Regions from separate parts of the Zea mays genome. Here region 1 is linked to region 2. A link is a contact called in public Hi-C data. All regions are on one chromosome and are shown on one strand. Each heading gives the region's core, a stretch centred on a gene start, on an enhancer-like site or on the middle of the called end of the contact. The rest is flanking DNA. Distances are from core to core; before and after follow the strand shown.

Region 1 (5,490 bases), core at 2,225-4,724, 150 kb after region 2:
CATCTGGTGACACATTTAATGCACTCATAGTCGTTGATATAGTCGTTAATGCTGACCGTTGTGTTTCCAACCGTTGATGTGTAGGGGCGGACCGTCCGGCCCAGAGGTGCGGACCGTTCGCAAGTGGCAGAAACTTAGCAACAGTTATGTGGTGGTTGAGGGCTATAAATTCAACCCCAACCACCTCCATTCAAACACATCCAAGCATTCCAACTCCCACATTAATTGCAAAGATCTAGAGTTCACTCCAAAGCCTCACACAAGCATCAAAGATCCTCCAAGTGCAATAATTGTGATTGTGTTCATTAGTGATTAATGCCTTGTGAGAAATTCTAGAGAGTGTGAGCTAGTGTTTTATTTCTTGCTCTTTGTTGCTTGGTTTCTTGATCGTGCTTTCTTCATCTCCTTCTAAACTTTCAAGTGACTTGTAAAGCTAGCAAGAGACACCTAATTGTGTAGTGATCCTTGCATGGTCTAAGTGACCCTCGAGATTAAGAAGAAGCACTCAACCGGTCTAAGTGACCATTTGAGAAAGGGAATGGGTTGAAAGAGACCTAACCTACATGGCCTCCTCAACGGGGAGTAAGTTCTTCAGAACCGAACCTCGGGAAAAAGTTGATCATTACCTTGCGGTTTGATTCTTCTTCTCTCCTCTCTCTAAAGTTCTATTGCTTATCCATTTGAGTTAGCTCCCAAAGTAAATCTGCACATTGATTGAGCAAATCATGGCAAGGAGAACCATATTTCGTACTCAAATTTCTTTATTACTTGTTCAAACGCTAACTTCGGGTGAAGTCCGTGTTCGAAGTTTATAATTTTTAGGTTTCGCCTATTCACCCCCACCCCTCTAGGCGACTTTTAGTAGCACACGTATCTAATCCTCTAGTGATGATTGTGATAGTGAGGGAAAGCCCTCCTTAGATGAACTTGCGCAAGCCATTAAGTTTTTTGGGATGTTTTGCACAAAAGAAAAGGCTCAATTAAAAACTTTGAAAAATAAGTTGCTTAGCTCTCAAATGTTTGTTGGAGAAATTTGAAATCTTTGCAAATTTCAATTGTGAGCTAACAACTAAAATTGAGCAGTTAGAGTCTAAAGTTCCATCCTCAAATACCGATGATAATCTTTTTGAAAAGAATGAAAGACTTAAGGCTAAGTTAGCTAGCTCTCAAGATGATATTGAAAACTTGCTAGACAAATGAAATTCTTAGCATACATAATAATGAGCTAACTACTAAGCTAGAAACATCGGTAGCACCCTAGGAGCATCTTTAGTTGAATTCCTAGAATTATTAAGAAAGATGCTTCTACTTGTTGCTTTGATTTAATTGATGACTCTATCCATGCAATCAGGTTCTTGTGAAGAATGTTATTGTAGAAACTTGTTCAGATGAGATTGCTATGGAAAATGAATAATTGAAGCAAGAGGTGGCTCACCTTGGTAAGGCATTGTATGACAAGAGCTTGCTCAAACACCCAAGTGCTTAATAGAATCACTTGGTGATTAACGTACGTGCTTTGCGAAGTGCTTAAGTTAGTTAGACTGCTATTGCGCTTGCTCTAGAAGTTTCTAGTTAGTTGAGTTAGCTTAGAAAAACTCAGAAAACCCCTCGACTCTTGCGCGAGGAATTGTAGATGTACTGAGTGGGACGAGAGTCTTGTGAGACCGCATCAACCGAGTTTGTGGTGCGGTCGCCACTGTGTACCAAAGGGAACGAGGCTCACGGCGTTTCAGCCGAAGGCTCGATAGTGAAGATCGCGGGGAGCATCCAAGAGGAGCCAGAAGCGGAGCACCACTTGCACGTGAAGAAGGCATGCGGCTCTCTATGGAGTTACTCTTCTGTGGTGTTTGACCCTCGTGTGGGCTTTCCTTTGCATAGAGACACCAACGAGGATTAGTCAGAACCTTGTGCGGTTTTGGATACCTCGGTAAACCTACTGGCGTCGTCCACGGGAGTTTGCATCTTTACGTTTGTTTTTAGCTTCCGCATTTACATTTAAGTACCTAAGTTTCTTTCTCTATTCCTAGTTTAGATTTGTTAGGATTGGAACTTAGGTTGCAAAACTCCTTTTGCAGTGAGATAGCAACTCTTAGACAAAACCTAGTTTGCACATTCTAGTTTATTTATTTGCATAGGTTTTGTTCTTGGGATTTATTTGTGGCCTAGATTAGCAAAGTTTTTAGAAGTCCTAATTCACTCCCTCTATAAATGTTAGAGAGTCAAAGATATCTAGTGCTCACATATAAGAATTTGTGATGCATTGCTATAAGTGTTTAATTCTCTTCGATGTAGCGTTATTTATCCTATGATATTCCTCCTTATGTTCATGCATACCCATTGTGCATTTCAAATAGGTAAGCTAGATGATCGTGCAGACTGAAGGGCATGGATCGGAGCAGATCTCAGGGCGATGTCGACAGATCGAACCGGAGGATGGATGACCTGATCAAGTACTAGGATCAAAGATGGTTGCCAAGCGGAAGCCTCTAACAAGCACTAACTTAATATTGGTTTTCAGGCAAGCCCCGATGCATTCAGTGGTGCCATGTCGATACGAGCACATGTTCTACTTGACTAAGCTCCGATGCATTCACCCCTTTCCTTATTGTTTACAAAAAAAATTACCTTACATGATGTATATGTGATAGGAGTTGTGTGATGAAACAATTGATGCATTACCATCCTTGGAAACTTGATTATCATCCTTGATACCTTTTTTATGAAAAGCTAGTGATGCTTAGCCCTGCTTATTAAATTAGGTTTTGTTTTTAAAAGATGATGTGCAACAGTGGATATGGGAATTTATGAGGTTTTGTTTTTAAAAGATGATGTGCAACAGTGGATATGGGAATTTATGGAAAAGGGACTTGTAATGATGAAGGCATCATTTGCGATGATGAATTCATCATTCAAGTAGGGTACCTCTCTCAGGTACCAAGTTTGGGGGATACTTTAAAAATAGAGACCAGATGTTGAGCATGAAAGTTCGCATGTTTATGTCGATTAAAAACGGTTCGTTGTAGGCTTGCTGATCAAGGACTTTTTAGCTAGCAACATACCACGTAAAGGGTAAGCCTGAACCCGGCTATTCCATACGTGAAAAAACAACCACACACTGGACATGGGAGATGGCGGGATGTACTCTCCTGGCCAAGAGGCTAGACCGCTAGATGCAGTATTGTGCTCCTAGATAGCGCGGACCGGTTCACGTTTTGAAAGATCCATGAGAATGGTTGACATATGCATTGTAACTTTTGTAATAAGATTTTCGCTATAAATTTTGGTATGTAATTTGTGTTTACTTAATCTTGTGATCATAGTTATAAGTGGTTTATCCGAGATCCTTAGAATACTCGAGCAGATCATACATAACCGTCTAAGCTCTTTAAGACGAGGACACATACATATAGATCCAATAACTTAGGAGGTTCTGTAACAAATCTCGCCTTCACAAACAAGGATAATCTTCGCTCGGCGAAGCACTAGAGCCCTGCGATGAAACCAACCTCTGACGCCACCTTTGCAAGCAATTCTCCCTCAATTTTGGCCCAATAGCATTTGCACCGAAGCAAAACCAGAACGTGACTCTCAAAAAAAACGTGGACATATTTAGACTTGTCAGGGATTATTTAGACTTAATAAATTCATCTCACAAATTAGACATGACATATGCAATTAATTTTATAATAAGCACATGTTTAGTCTTAATTAGTATCCAAACCTGGACTAAACTTTGGTCTAGAGGATCCGACACCCTCTTAACATTTTCAGTCAGACCTTGTTCGGTTATTCCCGTTACACATGGATTTGATGAGATTAGAAAAATTAAGAAGAAAATTTAACTTGCTTGAGATTTAAACCAATCCGATCTCACTCAATCCACATAAATTGAGAGCTAATCGAACAAACCCTCAAGTGGCACGGAAGAAAACCTAAGGCTATCTTCAACAGCTTACACATTCTTATACTCATATTCAAAAATCCACCCTGCGAACAGTACAATCTACAAACAATACAATCTACAGTACAAAAACAGTGTTTTGGATGGCCATAAGGGTGAACTGCTAAACACGGTCTAAGAAACTGACAAAAGGATGGTCCAAGGCATCTTGAAGTTCTGCTAATTACAAAGCTGCACATACAAACTGTCACCACGAAACTTCTATGCACACGGTATTCACAATATTTACATGTTATAAACTGCTACTGTTTCCAAGAGAGCTCACCAGAACGGACACCACCTGTGAAACAAACAAGCAACAAACAGTGAGTCACAAAAAAAGATGGTTGGCCCAGAATTACAGAACGGGGCAGCTGCAAGAAAGGAGGAAGTTCGAACAGATTCATACCCGACATAGTTTTGGCACAAATTTTCGTGTGAAGTCGCTTGGAGTATGAGCTTCTGAACCTGAACCTTCACTGAGAGACCAGGTTGGGCATCCCGGGCATCTCCTGAAGCCAAATGCTCACTGCCATGTTGGATAGAGCTACCTGCTCCAGCCAAAGCTGACCCAGAAGAGAAGTCACGCCCTGTTAGTTTGTCACTCATCCGTGCCATCACAGCTACAGCACGCTCATTCAAAACCTCATTGGCATCACCGAGTTGATTGACAGCCTGCATGGACAAAATTAATGGTTACTCATCCAGGTGAGTGGTCGGGTTTAGTGCAATCAGACCACGAGGATGGAGAAGAGCAGGTAACCTGTAGCAGTTCCCTCTCACGTGCTCCTCGCTGAGGTTGCATGAGCTCTCGGTTAGCCACTGCTTCTTCACTACTGACAACCGTGTGAGCATGAACATTACCATAGTTCGACACTTGAGGAACCTCATTGAAATTGAACAGACGCCAATTGATTAACGGGTCATGTACAAATGCCTGGGGAGAGCAAAAGCAAAATATTTAAAATGCTTAATAAGCACAAGATCGCCAAGCATGTAGGTAGGTGGTACAAATAACACACACAACGAAGAACTGAAGACAAAAGGATATAGTCATCTTCCTATTGTGTTCTCCAAACAATCCCCCATTACAAAATCAGACCGTTGTAGAAACATTGGGAGCATCAACTCAAAATATAGTACACAGATATGACAAATTAGTCTGCTATTTAATTTCTGCTAAATAAGGATACACATTTCTTTAGTGAGTGACATCTTGTTTTATCTAATCAAGCTCTTGATTTCTGATTGAATCCAGCCTTAAGAAAACTAACTCCTAACCATTATTTATTTTTTTACTTTTCAGAATCTGTACTAGTAATAAAAATAACAGCGGCATCTGAAGTGAAGAAACTAAAGATTTCTCCAAGATATACGCTATGCAATAGGGTCATACGGAAAATAAGGTGATAATCTCACCTCCATCATGGCCATAACGCTGTCTCTGTTTGTGCGAAGGACTTGCATCACATTTTCACAAGTTGTTCGGAATGTACCCTCAATACCGCTAACTTCCATAGCTTTCACAAGCATTCGAGTCAAACGGAATG
Region 2 (5,687 bases), core at 203-2,702:
CCTTTGAGCATTCTTGATCATCCACACTAAGTCTCTGCGCATTCGTTTGTGTTTCTAAGTGATTCGAGCTCTGTTCTAAGTGAGAACTCTGAGATAGTCTTGTGAGCTCGATTCTTGGCCGTGTGTGTGCGCTTTTGCTGTGGATTTGTGTGTGTTGCTTCCCTCCCTTACTCTGTGTTTCATTTGTGATCATATACTTGTAAGGGCAAGAGACTCCAATTTGTGGAGATTCCTTGCAAACGGGATAGTGAAAGGAAAACAAAACACCGTGGTATTCAAGTGGGTCTTTGGACCGCTTGAGAGGGGTTGATTGCAACCCTCGTCCGTTGGGACGCCACAACGTGGAGTAGGCAAGCGTTGGTCTTGGCCGAACCACGGGATAAAACCACTGTGTCACTCTGTGCTTGATTCTCTTGTGGTACTGTGTTTTGTTGAGATTGTTGAGACTTCACCTTAGCCACTTGGCAATAATCGTGCTAACACTTAACAAGTTTTTGTGGCTTAAGTTTGAAGTTTTTACAGGATCACCTATTCACCCCCCCCTCTAGGTGCTCTCAATATCACTCTCCTATAAATAGATGAACAATATCATGCATAAAGCACCTTTTTGAGGGCCTTAAGCCTCGTTTGTATTAGCCTTCGAAGTACCTACGTGCTATCTCTCGTGTAAAGTCAAAGGTACGCTAGTACTTTTAATTCATAAGAGGTACTTTTAATTCATAAGAGGAAAGATGGCATAAAAGGAATGTTAAGGCATTTGAGATGAGTAACATGCTTCGTTCTTCATCACTCTTTGATGCATTCCTGCTTCGTTTGTGATGCTTATTCATACCTTCTCTCTTAAATTATCTCTTCGGAGAAGAGATAAAAGAAGGGAGCAGGTTTCTATCTTCTAACGTGTGCGGTCTTATTTTTGATACCATATAGTAATGAGAAGCAAGTGACCAGCAATAACCAATTGAAAGCAAAACAATAATAACATATGGTATAAAAGGTAAAGTAGATACTTAAAGGAAGATACACATACCTAAAACAAGGAATAAAAAATCTAGTTACCTAATTGTTGGTGAAGAATTTGGGTCCATAATTTTAACTAACTCACTTGACAATAAATTTGATCTGAGATGCATGATGTACCTCATGAGCCCTGATACGTATTCCAATTGTGCCATGATATAATATATATAAAAAATGTGAATGTATAGAATTATTCAAAGTGACAAAATCTTTCGAGATTTTACCATGACAAAGCGAAAAACCATATCCTTGCATGAGAGGAGGATATATATATCCATTTACATTTTTTAGTTAAAAAACGTTGGATATATTGACATATCGAAGAAGGCGTTCCCTGAAAAAGCGAAAACACCAGGGAAGCTGGGACAGAGATGGTGCAAAGTGCAGAAAGGCGAAGAATGTTGGCACGGTCTGAGGAGAAAGTGCGGCGAATATCTGCAGACCGCGCGCGGTGTGTGGCGGTGGGTTGGGCCGGTGCAACCATACTTTGTCTGCCCAATCACTCTTTGGCTAAGGCACATCTGATATCATTATATCAAGTAGTACTGATATTGCACATTCAGGTTAGTAGTATATATAGCTGCTACATCTGATATCATTATATCAAGTAGTACTCTCTCTGTTCTTTTTTATTTGTCATGTTTTAATTCAAAATTAACTATCGGGCGATAAATATTCGATAACGGAGTTTTGTTAGGGCAATTCCAATAATACGACGCTTTGGCTAAGGCACTTCGCCGCGCCCTGATATTTTGCATTTGTATATGTGATTGTTCTATATATTGATGACGGTTTCAACCTAAATTGAATGGTTTAGCACATAGCTAAAATGATTTATACCAGTATTTAGGATGACCAATAACCAGCTTGATGCGACAGTAACCAAAAAATTCCAGTCATGTATAGTATAGACCAATCAACTTCAACCTTTGTTTTATTATCTGTCAGATTCAGATCAATGCATGGATCCGCTGCTGGTATGTTTGTGGTTCTCTCCTGCAATGAATCCCCCCACCCCACACACACACACCCACACAAACACATGAAATCTTCTGCCACTGATACCGTAGTGACCTGAATCCGATTGATCGATCGACCTGTCGTTTGCACGTCAGCTTTTAATCCTGGACGGAAAGGAAATAAAGGAGGCTGCAGTAGTTGGAGTCTGCGTGTGTAGACAGGTGATGAAGAGCGGACGGGAGGGACCACGCTGCAATTGGATGAAAGGACTGACGGATCACGGACGAGCACGAGGACGAGAAAGACATCAGCTTGTCATAGCAGCAACGAATTGAAGCTGGATGAGGCACCACCGCGCGCCCAACTACCCAAGGAAGAAGAGACGAGCGGATGGATAGGCAGAGCGACGAGACGATAGACTAGCGTACGTCTGGTAGCACGCAGTGCGGCGAATGCAGTCTGCACTTGTCATGCCTGCATTGTATTGTACTGTAATAATGATCAGTTGGCAGATCGAGCTTGCTCCGACCCACGCTGCCAACCATCTTTCTGACTCACCACCACCACCACCACCGCAACGACCCACAGGCGATCGAGGCTCGTCTCGCCAGCCGTCCGTCACCTTGGGATTTCTCTTCGGCGCTGTGCCATGTCATGGTGTCCAAGCAATTTGCAAGGACATACGGCGCTCTACCTAGCCTGCACTGGTCTTTGGTGCGTGGCGCCTTTCGGATGGTTTGGCCGTTCTGCTGGTTGCGTTCAGGCAAAAGGGGAGGCCGCCGCTCACTGGAAACCAGCCCAAGGTATTACCCCATAGGGCGGAATTTCTCACAAGCATCTGTACAATTACAGGCTCGTGTGTTTGCATCTTGCGTTCAGATGAGCCTGTACCGTCGTGCAAGTGATGTCTTGGAGGACAGAGACTGATTAGCAGGATGATAATACTAATATTTTATAGCGTGATCCACTACACCTCTTGTTTTAAGCTACATAGAATTTTTTGTTTTTCTTCTTCTTCTAGGTACACTATTTTTACTTTGTATCTACGTATAGAGTATATCCAAGTGTATAACAAAAATATTACACCCTCCGTTTCTTTTTAGTTGTCGCTGGATAGTTCAATTTTGCACTATCCAGCGACAACTAAAACAAAACGGAGGGAGTATGTATGTATAAACTATACAAGACATCTTGTAATTCAATATATATAGGGGGGTTATATATTTTACCAAAAGAAAGGTTTCCTTCTCCTTTCCGTTCAAAAGTTTCTTTTACATTTAATACTTCCTTTTCGGATACACACAGTCGAGTTTTCGTTGAATTATTAGGCCTAATAATCCCAACCCGGATTCAATAACATTCCTTCTCTCGTTGTAATACTGCCTGCACTCATAGCACAGGCTTGCATTGTAAATGCCCTGATTGAGAGCGCAGTTTTTAAAATTACCACAGTTTTTCAGTAGCAAAGTCTAATAGTTGTTATGTCATCACCATAATTAGGAAACCAGGAGATTCGCACTTTTGGTCAGGCTTAATGAAAGTTAAAAACCTTTTTCTAGCGAATGGAACGTTTAAAGTCAATAACGGACAAGCAACTAGATTTTGGGAAGATAAGTGGCTGGGGAATTTTACACTCCAGCACAAATACCCGAGTCTATATAATATTGTTCGACATAAAAATGTGAAAGTAGCTACGGTGCTTGAGACTGTCCCGCTAAATGTATCCTTTCGCAGGGGATTGCATGGAGATAACTTGGGACGGTGGTATTCGCTAGTTAACAGGGTAGTGGGCCTTTCATTAAACCAATCAAAAGACACTTTCAGTTGGAGCCTTCACCAAAACGGGAAGTTCTCCTCTCACTCGATGTATGCAGCCTTGATTGAGAGGGGAATACACCGTCAAGAGTCTCTCATCTGGAAACTTAAAGTACCACTAAAAATTAAGATATTCTGCTGGTTCCTAACACGGGGGGTGATCTTGACAAAAGACAACCTAATCAAAAGAAACTGGGTAGGAACAAAAAAGTGTATGTTTTGTTCTCATGACGAGACCATCCAACATCTTTTCTTCGATTGTCACTATGCTAGATTTCTTTGGCGAACGATTTTCTTTACCTTTGGTATTAGAGAACCAACTAGCATACAGGATATGGGATCCTCCTGGTTGCAGGAGTTCGATAAAGAAACAAAGGCAAAGATTTATGTTGGTGCCATAGCAATCTGCTGGGCGTTGTGGCTAAGTCGAAATGATGTGGTTTTTGATAAGAAGCCTATTATAACTTACGTGCAGGTACTCTTTCGAGGGACTTATTGGTGTCGGTTCTGGGGGCTTCTCCAAAGGCGTGAAGAGGACATCGTAAGGATCAAAGTTGCCTGCAGGACCCTGGAAGTCTCAATGATGCAAATCTTCGCCAAGCACGGTTGGAGCTTTAGAAATAGAATAACTAGTGGCTAGTTATTCCAATCCCAACTGCGCTTGGGTCTTTTTGCCGCTTGTGGCTTCTTTTATTTTCTGGCAGTACTACTGTTTTTTTGGACGGCCGTCATCTTTGATGTAGGCCGGGAACCTTTTTCCCATTATCTAAAAAAAATGTCATCACCATAATTTTTTTTACAGCAATCCAACATCTGTTCGGTGTCGTCATGGTTTCTGTGCTGTCATTAAATTCTATTCGAAACTTGCTGACTGATGATCATACAAGTCAAATGAGTCATAACAGTTCATATGGAAAGAAAAAACAAAGTGTGTGACAGCTCACACTAAAAAAGTGTGCGACAGAGGGTTGCTTCGCACGCCCACAGCAAAAACTTTGGTATAGGCCAAAATTTTCTATACTCTAAAAATATCGTGGTATTGCCAAAACCAACGTTTTATATACAAAGGTGTTCTTCTTCGTCCTTATGTTCGAAAGTTTCTTTTACATTTATTTCCTTTTCAGATGCAGTATAATTTTCATACAATTGTTAGGCCTAACGATCCCAACCCCGGATTTAATAATATTCCTCCTCTCATTATAATACTGCCTGCACTCATTTAAACGTAATCAACTGCAAAGTGGCCGTCGAACTCAACTTTCACTACTTGCTGAACTAGAACAATAATATATATATATATATGATCTCTTAGCGCCCTTTGTGTTACTAGGTTATCTTAGGAATAATCTGCTTGCGATATGTATAGATCAAAATATCAGTGTGATAAGAAAGCGACGCAGTTATTTAAAAGAGAGAGAGAAAAGGTTAGTTTCCAGAGAGTGCTGCTCTTTGTGGTACACTGGTACTGGGTACATGTTGATGCCGCCCATGCATTGCTAGCCACACGGAATCCGTAGTTAATGAAACGCCCAAGATTCAATATGCGGGGAAAAAAATGATAGGTAGCTCCTTGTTTGACTGTTGCGCACACGCGTATTCCATACTTTGTCCAACAGTCATCGCTCACTTTCTCTTATACAGTCCTGAACTTAGAGATGGTAATGTGCTCTAAATTTTACAATATAAAATTTAAGGATCAGATTATAATAGAGCTACATCTCTATTTATTTTTTGAACTAAAATAAATTAAAGGCTCAAACAAATCATGAATAAACATTTGAAGGTTGATCTATTGTCCTGGTACATCCAAAAAGGGACATGCATGTACTATTGTATCATGCAGGAATGCATGCATGTTTACTTGGCATGTACTAATGGCTACAGGATTTTGGATG

What was found. Hi-C and Micro-C count contacts between places; a contact is called where the count stands out from the background.
Region 1: a Hi-C map of tassel shows a contact between it and region 2, with 6 times the contacts expected there. The contact joins two enhancer-like sites. A contact is called at or near these places in 7 of 25 Hi-C or Micro-C datasets (ear, endosperm, leaf and 3 more).

Annotation. Positions count from the first base shown.
Region 1 is chr6:150,010,192-150,015,681 of Zm-B73-REFERENCE-NAM-5.0, forward strand. It overlaps LOC542211, which reads right to left. Exons shown (of 58, transcript NM_001111823.2): 55 at 5,360-5,490; 56 at 4,704-4,877; 57 at 4,350-4,615; 58 at 3,966-4,241. The coding sequence ends at 4,223. Among protein-coding and RNA genes, the nearest start is that of LOC103630237, 26 kb to the right of the region's middle. Within about 2 kb of position 3,475, at least 5 of the 20 cell types and tissues checked have an H3K27ac peak or open chromatin away from gene starts, as enhancers often do. A contact at or near this core is called in tassel, where this site is marked.
Region 2 is chr6:149,861,584-149,867,270 of Zm-B73-REFERENCE-NAM-5.0, forward strand. No RefSeq gene overlaps it. Among protein-coding and RNA genes, the nearest start is that of LOC100383697, 23 kb to the left of the region's middle. Within about 2 kb of position 1,453, at least 18 of the 20 cell types and tissues checked have an H3K27ac peak or open chromatin away from gene starts, as enhancers often do. A contact at or near this core is called in tassel, where this site is marked.